Linked DNA regions of Zea mays: all the other regions are linked to region 3. A link is a contact called in public Hi-C data. All regions are on one chromosome and are shown on one strand. Each heading gives the region's core, a stretch centred on a gene start, on an enhancer-like site or on the middle of the called end of the contact. The rest is flanking DNA. Distances are from core to core; before and after follow the strand shown. Region 1 holds the start of LOC542683 (single myb histone 6). Region 2 holds the start of LOC103626044 (probable glutathione S-transferase MSR-1). Region 3 holds the start of LOC103626041 (DNA-directed RNA polymerase II subunit RPB2).

Region 1 (3,936 bases), core at 1,425-3,924, 410 kb before region 3:
TCAGACACAGAAAAAGGGTTAAATGTCAGATTTGTGTGTTAAAATTTGACATAAATAAATACCTGTGAGATTTCTTCGAACTTGATGTGTTCTTTGCTTCACTAGGCAATGATACTATAGGCTTTTCGTCAACAATCTCATCATCAATATCAGAAGTAACTCTGGTAATTGCCATGGTGTGCTCATTATTCTTGGGAATAGTTCGTATTCTCTTCAATGCAGACTTCGCCTTGTCACGAGAACTCGATGTACTGACAATCACATTCATGTTTCGCCACTTGTCCTAAGTATTAATTAGCATAATTGAAGAATGCACACTAAGACCAAAGATAACATGTGGAAATTTACAAATGACTCATAAAAATTTTAACAAACAGAAAGTTTGAAATGACATACACTAAAACAAGATCAGGTAAGAAGAATAAAGTGAAAATATCGAACCTTGAGATCAACATTTGAGCGGTAGCATAAGGTGGAACTAAATTCTGGATCTTTCAATATTGTGCGCCATTTTCCAACTCCATGCCTTGCTATTCCAGCTCTAAGAGCAGCCTCTTCCTCAGAAGTCCACCTTTGTTTTGGAGCCCCCATTCTTAGGCCAAATCACCTCTGGTCAGTATAATGCAAACATGAGTGTGGACCTTCTAACATGAATTCTATTTGTAAGAACTTTGCACATGCAGGTAAAATAAATAGCTACAAGGAATATGACAAGGGCTGAACTATATTTAGTCATTGCCCATGCCAAGCATTGAGTATCCTTAAAAATGATTACTGTAAGAAATTTTGACAAAAAGAATCTAACATATGCAAGAAAAACTAAACAGAAACGAAAGATTCTTTTCATGTGTACAATATATAGCCATTCACGGGTAAAGCAAATTATACAAGAAAACATTTGCCATACTGTGCCTCAGCCCTCAGAGACTCCACATATTTCAATTCAAATACAGCCTATCATATCCATTGTAGTATACAGGTACTAGTTAAATGGTACTAACCTCAACAATGGCCTATGCAACCCGACCAGTCAAAAGCGCAAAGGACTTCCAAGGTAACTTCAGAATTACTTGTTTCCCAGAAAAAAAATGAGTTAAAACATGTAAAAAGTGGCAATTGTCAGGTCCAACTGTCTCCAAACTTTGTTCATTTATACATGAGTAATCCCATTGCTATATCAAAAACCCTATGTTGTAACACCTGAAATGTTAAAAAGAGCAAGAGGAATATCAGCACAAAACATAGAATATTCCTATGTAACTAGGGAATTAGTATAACATAAGTCACAAAAAAATATCACATAAAGAGTTAACGAAATAACAGAGGAACACATTTCAAAAAGTGGGAAGGCGCTTCACAATGGTTTTTTTTTCTTCAAACTTGCCATCACACCATTCTTGAAGTTCCCATTATTAGAAAAATATGAAGGATAATCAATTTCATTCAAGTTGCTAGAGCAGGGTCGTTCCTTGTTCTTTTTGTTTCAGGTATTTGTTGTTTTTCTAGTCTTCTAAGGCAACCTTTTCTTACCTCTAGTGAGATAAGAGGGTTGTGTTGTATGGTACAGTTCTTTCCCTCTCTTTAATTAATATAAGGATACACAGTTCTACTGCATGAAAAATGGAGATGTGATTCAGGCATCTAAATGGCTAGTCTGAGTAAGATCATACACTGTACTCACATAGGTGCCAGCATGCATGGTCCTGCCAAGCATACCATTATCACTAAACAATATTAATCCATGTCCTAGCTAGATTTAAGATTGAATACATTATGAATCGGTGATGCAGAAACAGGAGGGCAAATAGTGGACATCTGTACACTGACACTTGATACCTATACAGGCATTGCAACACTCTCTTTCCTCAAAACTAATCGGATAGTGCTTCAGAACAAAGGATTTAAAATATTTTACCTGCATAACAACTGAGGCAGCAGGAAATCGCAACACCATAATGTCACAATTTATATACCAGTGATTTAAATTCATGCAGAGAAAATATCTTAAGCTAGAGTGCACTATGTGCACAGACCACAACCATAATAGAAATATCAAACAGAGATAATGCAAGATGGTTTGCTTTTGAATTAATCCAAAACAGTTTCGCGTAAGCCACATCGAAATTGCATACCAAACTTAAAACAGGCCAAGGGCAATCATATATCCCTCAGATCCAGGGCAAGACAAGACTTAGCGTGGACCATGGAGCATGGGGTTCAATCAAATCGCAATTTCTTTGTAAAACGAAGTGAATCATATCTCGGGTCCAAAGTGCTAGGCGTCATATGGCACCCCATTGGTTTTGGATTGGAACCGAGCCAGAACTATGGAACTGCGTGAACGAACGGGTTGGATTAACATAGTCCATAACGAAGGAAGAAATTCGCTACCAATTCATGCAGATAGAGATGAATTTGAATTAACTGCTCTGACGACCCGCAGCCCATCGTTGAAAAATCCAACCAAACAAGGTGCTAGGGCTTACCACCAGATGAATCAATCCCGTGTTCGGATAGATCTCCGCTCCACGTTGTGCAGTCCAACCTGAAGCTAGTGGAGTGGGAAGAAGGAAGAGGCGGCAGGCGACGAGGAGGACGATCGGGAGAGGGAAGAGTGCCGGCGCGGACCGTGGAAATGAGGCTGGAGCTCGGCGCGGCTCGGGCACCTGTCAAGGAGGGGACACCGAATGGCGGGTGGCAGCCCGAGCCCGGAACGATCGAGGAGCCTGTTTGGCGTGTTTCCCTCCACCCGTTTGGTTGCCTTGCTCCCCCCGTGCCCGTCCCCCGTTTCCTCTCCTTCTCCAAAGCTCGAGCTCGATCCACGCAGACCTCGATCCGGCGGCAATGAGCTCGATTTGGATGGAGGAACTCGATTCGGTGGAGGGAAGCTCGATTCGAGGGCGAAGATGTCGAATTGGAAAGTGGGTAGTTCACAAGGCTGAATCGTGAAGTCCAGTATCTTAATGCACAAGAAACTCTATCCAATATCATTATTAGTATCTAATACTCCATCTGTCATAAATTAAAGTTCGTTTTAAGGATATTTTCTAAAATTAATTGAGACATCCAAACAATCTAGTTAATAGTTAGCTATTAACTACTTTTAGTAAATTAGTTACTCGTTACCTAACTATTTGTTAATTAGCTAATTTTATTAGCAATTTTTAGCCAACTAAATATTAGCTCTAGTGTATTCAAACACACCCTTAATTAATTAATGAGTTAATATAATATTTAATATATATATTTTATATATGTATCTAGATTCGTCTTAAACCATTTGAATATAGATATAAAACTAAGATCTAAAATGACTATTATTTTGAGACGGAGTAAAACATATATTAGCTAAAAATTCTTCTCTAGTTATTATTTGTTTAACTATTAAATTATGTAATCATATGATTCGTTATACTTGAAGTTAAACTTATTTTGTTCGTTTGTTTGACTTTTTGAGCGATTTACATATTACAATTAAGACTTTTCTAGTAGATACGGGTTACCCAAAGGATATAATTATCGATGCGAGTATGGGTGAGGGAATAATATACACGCGAGCGGATATAGGTAATTCTACAAATAGAATATTTTTTGATGAGGCGTGGGTACAAAGTGAAATTGGATGATGGGTATTTACCTACTGTCATCCTTATCAAGGGTGACTAGAGCTGTCAGCATGAGCAACCTTGTTTGGCCAAGTGATATTTCTGGGCGTGAGCAATCTTGTTGGGCCAAGTGATATTTTCGAGTGAGGCGAGGCAACTTGCAAGAATGAAAATATGGCAAATGTGTTATCTTAGAGTATGTTCGAGATCTGATTAGTTATTGGGGAACATATGTGGTGCAACCATACAACCAAGACATAAACACGGAGGTGGAAGGGTAGTAGATACGGGTTACCCAACGGATATAATTACCGATGCGAGTATGGGTGTG
Region 2 (3,674 bases), core at 1,000-3,499, 370 kb before region 3:
AACTTCCTCACCCATCCAAGATTTCTCCAAGTTGAGCACACTTAACTTTGAGATTCTTTCGAACCAGGTTTCCAAAAAGAAAGGCGAACCATGTTTGTATGGATACGCCGTCAATCCTATAAAACCTAGCCCAATATATCATAGCCCACTCGGACCAGAATACCACAGTATTACAACCATCTGGGTCCCACCTTTGTCCCATGAAACACATTAGGTAGTAACAGTTGCCACCACTACCGGAATCGGGCTCTTTGCCGAGTGTCTGAAGCACTCGGCGAAGTTGTCGAGTGTTTCAGACACTCGGCAAAGAGAGCTCGGCGAACTGTATATCGCCAACAGCTTCTTTGCCGAGTACTTATTATCGGGCACTCGACAAAGTCTTTTACCGAGTGTCGCCAGATACTCGACAAAGAAAAGGTGTCGTCACGTCGAGTGATGACGGAAACGGCGCCTTTGGCGAGTGTACTAGATGACACTCGACAAAGAGAATTCTTTTGCCGAGTGCTAAAGTCTGGCGCTCGGCAAAGGTAATTGTCGTCAGCTATAGACGGCTGCTGACGGACCTTTGCCGAGAGTCTAGGTTCGCCAAGAGTTTGGCACACGACAAACTTTTTTTTGCTGAGTGTTTCCCTGTGCCAAGTGTCCTACTCACGGTAAACATGGTCGTTACCAAGAGTACGACTTTGCCGAGTGCGACACTCGGCAAAGACTGCTTTGCCGAGTGTCCGATAAAAAGTACTTGGCAAAGAGCCATATTTCGGTAGTGCACCAACATAAACTTCTGCTCATGAATAACACAGAAATAATTACTGGCACTTTGCTTAAAAATACATTTATTTTATTAGCACCATCGGTTTCTTCGGGGAAAAAAAGGAAATTGCAACTACAAATTAAAGGTTTACCAAACGGCCGCGACGAAATGAGAAGGAAACATAAATATCTAAAACACGAGTGTGTGCGTAAACAACATGCGTAACAATAGCCAAGCAATGACAAGTTCGCTGCGACGAGACGATGCACACGGAATCATGCATGGATCAACGTGCGTTCGTGTGCACGATGGTGCACCAAAATCGCGCGGGCGCGGACGTGCGCGTACATGCCGGACTGCCGGCCGGGCGCCAGCAGCTGCTAGTCGAGGCCGAACGCCTTCCTCATGCCGCACACGAACTGGAACACGTGCTCGGCCTCCGGCAGCGACTCGGCCACGCACTGGTTCTCCCGGACGCAGCGCTCTGCCCACGCCGCCAGCGCCGGGCACTCGGCGGCGACGCCGAAGCCGCCAAACCGCTCGTAGGTCAGGAACCACGGCGCGAAGGGCACCAGCGCGACGTCAATGTAGCCGAGGGCGTCCCCGCCGAAGTACGGCTTCCCGCCCAGCTCGGCCTCCAGCGTCTTGAGCGCGGCCACCGTGTCCTTCGCCGCCGCCTCCACCGCCGCCGCCGCGCCCTTGGGCTGCCGCCACACGCGCATCGCGCAATCGTTGAGCTGCAGATTAATTAAAGCTAGATTATTAGAAGCCTAGACTAGATAGGTATATTGATCTCGACGATAGACCATCTTAGGATGGATGGACGCGCGCGACCACCTTGGTGTCGACGTAAGAGGCCCAGAAACGGGCGTGGGCGCGTGCGTAGGGGTCGGCGGGGAGGAGCCGCAGCTCGCCGGCGGTAGAAGAGAAGGCGTCGTCGATGAATTCGAGGATGACGAGGGACTCGCACACGGGCTTGCCCCCGACGATGAGGACGGGGACCTTGGCGTGGACGGGGTTGGAGGACAGCAGCAGCGGGCTCTTGGCCGCCAGGTTCTCGGCCTTCTCCTCGTACACCACGCCCTTGAGCTTCAGCGCGATGCGCACGCGGTTGCCGAAGGGGCTCACGGAGCAGTTGAGCAGCACCACGCCTCCCTCCATTGCCTCCGATAGTCCGATCCCTTGGAAGCTGCTTGTGCTTTATTATCAGCAGACGATGGGGCCGGGACGCTCGATCGCTAGCTGATGACTGGAGCTTGCATTGCCAATGGCTTCTTGATTCCACTCCATGTCTATATATATAGCTAGCAGAGCAGATGATGCATATGGCAATCTGCTAGATGTTGAGCTACGAGGACGAGGTGCTCTTTGGACGGGCCGGAGGTGCTGCCATTTTTCTTGCTGATGGAAATCAACAGCATATGCTGATAGGTCATCATCGACCGGACGACCGCACCAATAATAATGCATCGAACGATGCATGCATGTCTTCGATTGTTTCGTCGCTAATAAATTGTTCGTTTCTGCATGTGAGCATGTCCTAGCTCTCTCTATTTAATTTGCTTCTTTGCATGCCGGTAAAAAAAATGTCAGGCTATGCAGCTTCGTGCGGCTCCCGGCAGCGGCGCTGCGAAGAGTTCGAGACGTCTTCAACGTCCGTCCATGCATCTTCCTTGTGGACGTAGGACGCCGGATGTTCCTAGGCTGGCCGGGCGCCGGATGTCAGTGTGACGGAGAGGTAAAGCACAGCTTAAAAATCCAAATTAAAATACAAGTTCTGCAAAGCTGCGGTAGTCTTGCTATGATTCTTGTCAATGACATATAATATCGTGTTGTGAATTCCAAGGTTAATCGTGCGTCACGTGCTTACGTAGGTCTGACACCCTCTCCGCTTTTCGTCTAACCATGGATCTAATAAGCTGTTACACCATAGATAGACTATAATAAACCAGTTAAGCCAAACACGACAAGAAGCCAAACGCAACACACCGCTTCCACGTAGTATGTATCACCTCACTAGCTGAATGGGTATGGGCAACCAAGCAAGCTATAAAAAGCGCGGTCAGATTTTTTTCCAACTCATAACTTTCTCGGCCTCTTGGCTAAGATAGAGTATAATATTTGTTATTTTCGGTTTAATATCTTATATATGGACCATAAATTCTTTTTTATATTAAATATATAATTATCAAATATGATTGTGTCATCGCAGCGCACGAGCATTATACCAGTATCACTTTAGTTATCTTATTACCCATCGAGGTCTACGATAACAAAAAAAATGCCGTAGTATAGTTTTCCTTCAATCCAAATGTTTGCAAATTCCGAACCTTAATTAATTTATTTTCAGTCATGAGGTCTTCTGTTTGAAGCTCTTTGTGTGACCTTCATAGAAGAGATGAAACGAGATCCAACAGTGCGCGTGTCTGGTGTAGATGTTGGTTTTAGCTTAGATGTTTGGAGACCTTAGAGTTTTGGATACCCGTATTGCAGAGAACTCATTTACTGGTATGGGAGTTGGAACTGGAATGAAAGGGTTGTGAGGCCTGTTGTTGAAGGCATGAACATGGGATTCCTACTCCTTGCTTACAACCAGATCTAAAACAACTGTGGCGTGCTTCACTACACTTGTGATACGTGGCCATGGTGGTGTCGGTCAACTCGGAGAGCAGAACACTCACAACGTCCGGAATCATATTTTCAGTCGATCCCTGGCCTGGCCTAATGAAAGCTGCCTGCCATCAGGAGTGAGAACCCTGTGTTGTTGTTTGAGCACGTACTGCACCGGTCAATGAAAGATCCAAAGCAAATTCCCCGAATGGCACAGCCTACACGAACATTGGTCGGTAAATTGGTAACTAATGCTTGTACAAACTGCCAAATGTGGGTACTACAGTAAAAATTAGCGTTCAACGTAGAGTAT
Region 3 (3,913 bases), core at 178-2,677:
CAGACGATTCCGCGTCTGGGATAGGGCATCCGCCGCCGCAAGCAAGCCATCGACAACTGCTGCTTGGAGTCCATCCGCAGCTGCTTCGTTGAGGCCCTCCACCGCTTTGTGTAGACCGGCCAGCAGCACGTCAATCGGAAGTTCTTTTGGCGTCGTATTTTCACCCCTCGGCGGCGACGCAGGATCCATTTGGACTAGCTAGACGTATGGCTGCTTCGATGTTTGTGGTAGATGTATGGTTGCTGCTTCAAGACTAGGAGTGTATGGCTAGGAAGACATCCTGCATGTGAATAGAATTAAAAATCCCTAGAATCTCTACCTTGCCTTGTGTGTGTATGCATAAACAGTAGTGGATCCACATTAGCCAGAAAACCACCGTACATGGAATAAACCGCCATAAACTTCATCGCTGTCATTTACTCTCTAATCATATGCAGAGCAAGGGCACATGTGTCCACATTAGCTAGAAAACCACCGCACGCCTTGTTTCATGGGAAAAAATTGAGAATCTTAGACGCCTTGTTTCATGGGAAGGAGGGAATATGTGGTTAAAACTTCAGTGAACATGTATGATAATTTATGTGTGGTCATGCCTATGTGTTGTGTGTTAAAATTTAAGAGTGGACATGTATGAGTGTATGACCAATTATATGCGGACAAGATTGTGTTTTGTGTACTTTTGTGAATGAGACTTGTATGTGGATGTGAATGAACAACTGTGTGGTTAGGATTTGTTTATTGTGAGCTTTTCCGATTAAGTTACCGTTTCCCGATCAATTTCGAGTTATTTTGCTCGGATTTATCCGTTTTCGATATACCGGAATTTACCGGCCGTTATCCGTTTACGACTTTCCCATTTTTCCGACCATTACCGACTGTTTTCACCCTTACTCGGCGCCACGCGTCCAGTTGGTGTCAACCACGACCAGGTTAATGAACAACATGTCCTTGTTGAAGAACTTGATATAAATTGAAAGATTGATGTTGCTGTTAAATGAGAAATGAGAGCATCTCCAAAAGATTAGATAAATGGTTTGTCGAGCCAAATTTTGGCTAATCAAAGCAAAATAACTTTTCAATAGATTAGCTATCTAATCGTCAAGCTATCTGACTCTTCAAAATAGCTCTCTTGCTCGCTAAAATTAGCTAGCCACTCTGACTAGCTAGATAAATAGTCTGTTGAAGTAAGATTATATATATATATATGTAATATTAAGGGGGTGTTTGGTTTATAAGGACTAATTTTTAGTCCCTACATTTTATTTTATTTTAGTTGCAAAATTGCTAAATATAGAAACTAAAACTCTATTCTAATTTCTAAATTTGGCAATTTATATTCTAAAATGGAATAAAATAATGGGACTAAACATTAGTCCCTATAAACCAAACACAAAAATAATGTGAACCATACATACTCCTTCGAGCACGTTCCCATTGCGCTTTCCCTCGCCATTTCGCCCCCGCCCCCCAATCTCTGCGTCTCTAGCTCTCGGGAGAGGCGGCTCGCCGCGACATCGATCCCGACCGGGCACCGGCTCACCCCGGCCCCCAGCGTAGCAGCTCGCCACTAGGGCTAGCGCTCTGTCCATGGAGGATGACGAGTACGAGGATGGGATGGACATGGGCTACGGCGGGCATCACCAGCGCGGCGGCGGCCACGCGGGGTACGGCGCGGAGGAGGACGACGAGATGGGGTATGGCGAGGGGGGTGGGGACGGGGACGAGATGGAGGAGGAGGCGGATGGGGACGCCGAGCAGCAGGAAGATATCACGCAGGACGACGCCTGGGCCGTCATCTCCGCCTACTTCGAGGAGAAGGGCCTCGTGCGCCAGCAGCTCGACTCCTTCGATGAGTTCATCCAGAACACCATGCAAGAGATTGTCGATGAGTCCGCCGACATCGAGATCCGGCCCGAGTCGCAGCACAACCCCGGCCGTCAGGCCGAGTTTGCCGAGGTTGTCGCCCCACTCTTATTGACCGTTGCAAGTGTGGCCTGAATTGTTCACTATTTGCTGGTAATGATTGAGCAATTAGGCTGGGGCGCTGGGGGAGCTTGGTATGACGTGATGTCTCGGTAGCATAGGCCACCCTCATCACTTTTGCCACCCTTTCTCTGGGCTCCTGCTTGATTAGATGTCTCCTTAGGGTTTTGGAACTAGTCCGAACAGGTGTTCGATTTTATGGCTGGAGGGTCAATTTTGCACCCTGACATTGGTGGTCAGAGGGTTGTGGAATTGTTCAGTTGCAGTGTCTAGATTAGCTTCTGCTGAAGTTCCTCCAGTGTAATATATGGTAGGGAATTCTTGAGTTTCACAAGGATAGCACAAGGAGATTCTAGAGTGTGTTTTGTACATTGACGAGGACATTTGTAGTGAACTAGTGATTTCAGTTGGTACTAGTCATATATTGAGTTGACCTTATGGCTTATGATGAAGATAGCACGTCTCATGTTTCATGAGTTGACCTTATTTGCTTGAGGAGCTGACTAGTGTGATTTGCAATTAATGCATAATACCAGTAGAAGTGCTTGCAAAGGAAAACACAATTTACAAATTAGCATTGAGAATTTCTGTGAAATCAATCATCAACAGCAAAGGACTCATTATAAACAAATAAGTCTCAAGACCTTTTTGAATTCCCTTCAAGAAGTCTGTAAAACATGAACTGGATTTATGGATGTTATTCCACAGAAGTAATCATCAGTAAATACATAACATATTTATGCTTGTCTGGCCACTGAAGAGAACTAAACATTTTCCCTTTCCTTAGTAAGTATGCAAGATTATAAATTGAAACTTGTATTAAAATCTTGAAGCTCTATACAGATATCTTTTGATAGTGTCTGAATTCAGTAGTTGCCTTCACTATATTTGTGGGGCTGCAATGCAGATCCGAGATTGCATAGTAAATAAAAAAAGGGTCTTCTGATCATAGCAATCTGATGTTTTGGTCATTTTAATCCTTTGCAATTTACAGTTTTTAGCAATATATCATGCCATCATAGTCAATATGTGAAAAATATCCATGAAGAAGAAAATAGCAACCAAAGCCTGAAGCATAACCAACACAAATTTATCAATAGCTTTTTTCTTTGGTGGTGTGTGTTTCAGTGGAACTCGAATTATCTTATTATTCATCATTTTGCTAATGGTCTTGTGACATATAGTTTCTGTTATATTCTTCATTAGACTCTGCACAAGATCAGCTTTGGTCAAATCTATCTCAGCAAGCCAATGATGACTGAAGCCGATGGAGAGACAGCTACTTTATTTCCAAAATCAGCAAGGCTCAGGAACCTGACATACTCTGCTCCACTGTATGTTGATGTGTCATACAGAGTAATGAAGAAAGGACATGACTGTGAGGAAGTTACAGAGACTGCTGAGTATCCAAAAGTGTTTATTGGGAAGGTACTGTACTTAACATATAAAGAAACTTTTCTCAATTCCGCTGTTCTCTCCTCAACCCTCTAATATTCTGCAGGTTCCAATCATGTTGCGTTCTAGTTACTGCACACTGTATCAACAGTCTGAGAAGGATCTCACTGAACTTGGGGAGTGTCCTTATGATCAAGGTGGTTATTTCATTATCAATGGAAGCGAAAAGGTCCTTATTGCCCAGGAGAAGATGAGCACCAACCATGTCTATGTTTTTAAGAAGAGGCAGCCTAACAAATTCGCATATGTGGCTGAAGTCCGCTCCATGGCTGAGAACCAGAACAGACCAGCCAGCAGCATGTTTGTACGGATGCTTTCACGAGCAGGAGCAAAAGGGGTTAGTGACATAAGTTTTCAAAAATAGTTTCTCAATGACTGCCTGCTGACATCTTGTACAAGTCAGAGGGTGTAATACTGCAGTGAGGCAAGCTGGCCTTATAAAATGTTACATCTGTGATATGTTCATTATACTGCA

The links. A called contact is a pair of places that touch in the nucleus more often than the background predicts.
Region 1: a contact with region 3 is called in a Hi-C map of ear, with 2.5 times the contacts expected there. The contact joins the promoter of LOC542683 here to the promoter of LOC103626041 in region 3. A contact is called at or near these places in 5 of 25 Hi-C or Micro-C datasets (ear, endosperm, leaf and 1 more).
Region 2: a contact with region 3 is called in a Hi-C map of tassel, with 1.9 times the contacts expected there. The contact joins the promoter of LOC103626044 here to the promoter of LOC103626041 in region 3. A contact is called at or near these places in 6 of 25 Hi-C or Micro-C datasets (ear, endosperm, leaf and 1 more).

Annotation. Positions count from the first base shown.
Region 1 is chr5:17,854,983-17,858,918 of Zm-B73-REFERENCE-NAM-5.0, reverse strand. It overlaps LOC542683 (single myb histone 6), which reads right to left and starts at 2,674. Exons shown (of 8, transcript NM_001112200.1): 1 at 2,487-2,674; 2 at 1,002-1,200; 3 at 442-609; 4 at 63-283. The coding sequence starts at 591.
Region 2 is chr5:17,815,843-17,819,516 of Zm-B73-REFERENCE-NAM-5.0, reverse strand. LOC103626044 (probable glutathione S-transferase MSR-1) reads right to left here and starts at 2,249. Exons shown (of 2, transcript XM_008646424.1): 1 at 1,589-2,249; 2 at 1,132-1,488. The coding sequence starts at 1,912. The coding sequence ends at 1,132. It also overlaps the pseudogene LOC111589514.
Region 3 is chr5:17,441,270-17,445,182 of Zm-B73-REFERENCE-NAM-5.0, reverse strand. It overlaps LOC103626041 (DNA-directed RNA polymerase II subunit RPB2), which reads left to right and starts at 1,427. Exons shown (of 25, transcript XM_008646421.2): 1 at 1,427-1,956; 2 at 3,190-3,411; 3 at 3,485-3,775. The coding sequence starts at 1,588.